Linked DNA regions of Lactuca sativa: region 1 is linked to region 2. A link is a contact called in public Hi-C data. All regions are on one chromosome and are shown on one strand. Each heading gives the region's core, a stretch centred on a gene start, on an enhancer-like site or on the middle of the called end of the contact. The rest is flanking DNA. Distances are from core to core; before and after follow the strand shown. Region 1 holds the start of LOC111895143. Region 2 holds the start of LOC111912508 (LRR receptor-like serine/threonine-protein kinase RGI3).

What was found. Hi-C and Micro-C count contacts between places; a contact is called where the count stands out from the background.
Region 1: a contact with region 2 is called in a Hi-C map of leaf, with 3 times the contacts expected there. The contact joins the promoter of LOC111895143 here to the promoter of LOC111912508 in region 2. A contact is called at or near these places in 3 of 4 Hi-C or Micro-C datasets (leaf and seed).

What each region holds. Positions count from the first base shown.
Region 1 is chr5:2,623,135-2,625,834 of Lsat_Salinas_v11, forward strand. It overlaps LOC111895143, which reads left to right and starts at 1,389. Exons shown (of 3, transcript XM_023891239.1): 1 at 1,389-1,442. The coding sequence starts at 1,389.
Region 2 is chr5:2,441,843-2,444,542 of Lsat_Salinas_v11, forward strand. It overlaps LOC111912508 (LRR receptor-like serine/threonine-protein kinase RGI3), which reads right to left and starts at 1,337. Exons shown (of 2, transcript XM_023908240.3): 1 at 1-1,337. The coding sequence starts at 1,187.

The sequences.
Region 1 (2,700 bases), core at 139-2,638, 180 kb after region 2:
CTCCAACATCCTTTGGGTTTCTAGTAACCGAGTACTAGATTTTTTAGCCTCATTACTAGCAGAAATCCCTAGATTATTAACATAAGTAACAACAACATCAAACTTAGTTAACATAGAATTATAAGTACTTGAAGAAATATTAAAGGATTGAAGTAGAGAACGTACCTTCGAAATCATTGGTGCATTGTCCCCTGATGTCGAAACAAAGTAACTACCAAGTGATTTTCTGTTCTTCATCCTCCTCATACCTTGCAAACATGGCTCCATGCGTTGGATTCCTCATTTCTTCTTCATCCGAGCCTGAAGACCATATTTGGTATTTTCCCTCATCCTCATCTTCTCCTCTCGCTACCAGTGACATCCCTTTCGATTTTTCCCTCACTTCTTCCAGCCTTTCAGAATAGTATGCCTCATCCTTAACCATATTCTTCTTTTCTTCTTTCTTCTTCAGCATGCAGTCATTGGTCATGTGATTTGCTCCATGACAGTAGTGACAATCAATTCCCGGATCACCCTTTATCTTTTTTTCTTGTTTCAAATCTTCACCCTTAACCTCTTTCTTCTCAAATGTCTTCTCATCACTAACTTTCCCAGTGTTACTTCCTTTCATTTCACCAGCTTTCGACTTAGCATCGAATGGTTTCTTATAAAACTTCTTTACTTTGTTGTTCGAGTAAAAAGCAACTGCTTCGTCATCAAAGTTGACGATAAGACCTTTGTCTTCAGAGCTTTCCTTTTTCAGTAGCTTCCATCTCACCTACTCTTCTCGATACCTTCGAAGCCAATGCTAATGGACCTCCCAGATTGATCTTTAACTCTTCAGCTATTTCATTCACTTCAGCTTCGTGAGCTTTTAGCAGGTTGTAATGATCATTAAGAGTCAAATAATCGAAGCTTTGTTGTGTCTTCATCATTAAGCTTACATTCCTCCACTCCTTGAGAAGCCCTATTGTGAAAGTAAGGTTGTATTCCATAGCAGACCTAGTAATTCCATCCCTTAATTCAATCAGACATTGCTTGACTGAACTAATTTTGGTCTTCTCACTACCTTGGTACTTTTTCTTCAGTGTATTCCAGATTTGTTTTGAGGTTTTGCAGGTTTGAACGTAATTATACACCATAGGAGGAAGAGCACCATGAAGCTCTCATGCATCTTTTCTCAATCTTTTGTAACCTTTCAGTTTGTTCAGTAACACTTTGAGTTGATGCAAAATTACCAATGCTTTGAACATATGGAGATGGATAAACATCATCAGCAATGCACTTACATAGCTCTTCATCGAGTTCATTCAAATAATCCTCCATTCGATCCGCCCATTGATCGTAATACTCTGGAATAAGCATAGGAATCTTTTTTTGAAGACCCTAGCAAATGAGAGAAAGAAGTCATGGTATTCATTTTGAAATTAGCCATTGATGTACTGACGATTTCAGAGAAAAGTGTAACAAATTTGAGATTAACAAGATGAATCAAAAGCAAATGAACACCAAACACTCAATTTGTCAATCGAAATGCATAATCAAATCAGAACTGAAGATCAACAAGGATTTTCAAGATCAAAAGTGCGAAAACTTTTGAATCTAGAATGAGATTCAAAAAGCTTTTGAGACATAAGAAAATCAAATCAAAACAGTTTGATTCCTACTCTGATACCAATTGTAGTTCCAATTGAATCGAGTAATCAAATAAAATCAAAGTATGAAATGATTTAGAACACCAGATCTAAATATAATTTTTTTGGCACGTTATATTGCTTGATCAGTTGAATACAACAGGAAAAGAGAGATGATTACAATCAGGATAAGGTTCTTAACCTCTAAAAGTATCCTTCCCATATTTATAGGGAAAACTGAAAGCACAAAACATATAAGGACAGTCGACATTTAAGCTTCGTTACAAAGTAGTCCTTAAAATAAAATACAATCCAAATTCTACATTACAAGTAACAAAGATAATTTCGACATCTCACAACCTTCGAACCCCAACAGGGTGTGGATACCTTTCTTGTCACAATGTGTTCGAAATCCCGGAGGGCAGCAGATCCCACATGAACTCCGCAATTAAGCGTGCCCGAGCGAGAGCAATCCAGGGATGGGTGACCCCTGGGAAGTTTTCGTGTCGGGAGCCCAAAGCGGACAATATTGTGATATGTGTTAGAGGGGATGTTACAAATGGTATCAGAGTTGGGGCACGGGTCGACGTGTTCGACGGGGACGTCGAACCCTATAATGCAGGGGGGTGAATGTGGGTTGCACCTAATCCTATGAGGAAAAAACATTTCCTTACAAGGGGTATGGATACCTTTCTTGTCACAACGCGTTTTAAATTCGTGAGGGCAACAGATCCTATAAGAACTCTACAGTTTAGCATGCCCGAGTGAGAGCAATCCAAGGATGGGTGACCACCTAGGAAGTTTTCATGTCGGGAGCCCAAAGCGAACAATATTGTGATAGGTGTCAGAGGGGGATGTTAGATATCAATTCAAGTTTATACCAATTATATTTATGGTCTTAGACAACCAATCCAATAGTTTTTGAGGCTTGATCAAATTCAGTTCAATGTACAATGTGAAGGTTCCTCCAAAGGAATCTTCTATCTTGATCTCTTTCAAGATGCTGTCAATATATGCATAAGTATATAAATTTTTAACATTAATTTCAATCTATCCAGATAGATTTTACATTCCAAGAATGTATCTT
Region 2 (2,700 bases), core at 87-2,586:
TTATTCTGCCAAGCAAAAAACAGAGTCATGCTCTGTAATTTCCCGATCGAAATGGGGATCTCTCCCGTCAGTTGATTGTTATCAACTTCCAAATGAGTCAGAGCAGCGCAGTTTGTGATTTCCAGAGGTATCATACCTGATAATTGGTTCACCGACAACTGAAGCTCTTGAAGCTTCGACAGCCCTCCAAAACTCGTCGGAATATTTCCGGTTAACGAATTCTCAGATAAATCGATGGTCAAAAGCTGACTGCACCTTCCAATTTCTTCTGGAATCGTCCCGACTAAACTGTTCTGCCATAGCAGCACGCTCTCAAGCTTTCGAAGCTCCCCAATTAACCTCGGGATGGAACCAGTAATGGAGTTCTGGTATAAGTAGAGATTCCTGAGTTCAGTGCAGTTCCCGATTTCATCTGGAATAGGACCTGACAATAGCGACGTGTAGATAGCTATCGTCTGGACCCGTTTCAGCTTTCCGATGGATGCCGGAAGACTGCCGGAAATACTGGTTTCTGCAAGACCCAACATCACTAAATTGCTACAATTTCCAATCTCCTCCGGCAACTCTCCTTTCAGATTCTTGTTTCCCCCAGCTCTAATAACTTGAAGCCTCTCCAGCTTCCCTATACTCTTTGGGATCTCACCGCTCAACTGATTATCAAAAATCATCAAGTTTTCAAGACTTGAAAGATTCCCAATGTCCAGAGGGATTCCACCTTCCAGAAGATTGGTATTAAGAGACAGAGTTCGCAGCTTGTTTAGGCTGCAAATCTCGGGCGGGATTGAACCAGTAATCAAATTATCGGATATATCAATGAGCGTAAGCTGAAGGTAATCTCCGAACTCTTTGGGAATAGTGCCAGTGAGATTGGTGGATGAAAGAATAAGGGAATTCAAGAAGTTAAGAGGCTGTAAATTTGAAGGTAGCGGTCCTTGTATATCCAGAGAGTTTAATTTTATAGCGACCACATGAGCATCTGAATTGCATTGAATCCCTAACCAATTATTGCAAGGAGTTGGGTCAGAAGGATTCCAAGATTTCAATACATCTGTGGAGCTGTTTAACGTGTTTTTCCATGTTAGAAGAGCTTGACCCTGTATATCAATGGAATGGCAGATAACAGGGAAGAAGAAGAAGTAGAAGATTAGAGAAGAAGAAAGTTTGGGATTTCTTAAGGGTGCAGGCATTGCTCATGTGAGGAGAGGAGAGAAGAGAAGAGAAGAGAAGAACAGAGCAGAAGAGATGTGTTTTTTTTTTTTATGGGGATTGTTGAGGGGGGAACCCCATGTTTTGTTTATAGTAATTTATACAACAAGATTAAGAATTGCAGTCCATGTCCAACAGATCTGGATCCAACCAATCGCACTTTCATTTTTATATATAACCAATTAACCCAAGGGAACCCATGCATCTACTCTTCACTTACTTTACTTCTCGGCTTTAATTAATAACTATTACTATTATCATTATAATTTTTTTCCAACAATACTTCACTTCGATCCACACTTCTCTATTGCTTATCTAATAATATCAAACCGGTGTCAACCCAACTAAAACTCAATTTTCATATTGAAATTTAAAATCGAAACCAACCTAACTTTTTAATATTTATAAGCTAAAAAAGTTAGGAGTATATAAAGTTAACATAAGCGTTTGCCATGATTCTATTATTCCATAAACATGTTAACCGGTTGGGTTGGTGACATTGTAATTGGTAATTCCATAATGACACACCTCACACACTAAGGGTAAAGTAAAGGTGGTTTTTCTTTCTTTCTTTTCTTTTCTTTGTTTCTGATTTAATATATATATTGAAAGTTACATAGCAGTAGTAAAAGGAGGTGTATCTAGTAGTGAGTAGTGTTTTTCTGTTGTGAAAATTAAAGGTGTTTTGGCAGTTAGCTTTGTGTATACAGGCAGGTAAATGTTAATAATCCTTGGGGTTTGGTTTGGTTTGGTGCCCCCTTCTTTTTCCTTACATGTTTTGAGTTATAGTTTTCATTGTCAGCCCTAGACATGTTGTTCAATGACACCCCCTATATAGCTATATATATGCTTCTTTTTACTTTAATGCCCTCCATCCCCTGTACTTTTTTTTTTTTTCACTCAACAATCTATATATGCAATCTATATATGTATGTAGTCTTATATATGATGTATCTCTATATATAACTTCCTTCTTTTATCTTAGAAACATGCACGTCTAATTTGGTCATAATCATATCTTAAAAAATAGCAAAAAGAAGAAAAAATCTATGGTCCAGTGACAATTGTATGTTTTTGTTTGTAAAGATAATTGATTGATTATAATAGCTAGGTTAATAAGCCAAGGGTGAGGTGGTCCAATGACCATAAAACGTATTAAGGGTGGTCACCACCCAAGCAACTGGGTCTGGGTCATCCCCATGTTACTATATATTATATCTATCTATTATATCTATATATTATTGTTATTAAGGTTATAGTAATGGTATAACCAGAGACAAAGACAGCCTACATGTTTCTCGTCACAATTTTAATTTTATATGCTGCAAACGCAACCCTTTCTTTTTACTAAATCCAACCACACACATAAACCAACATATATACCTTTCTCAACTACAACTTTCATACTCCACCACAATTACATTAAACTTCATTGTGTACTGTTAATTATTATTTACATCATATTAAAGAATGATGTGATGAAATTAATAGTAC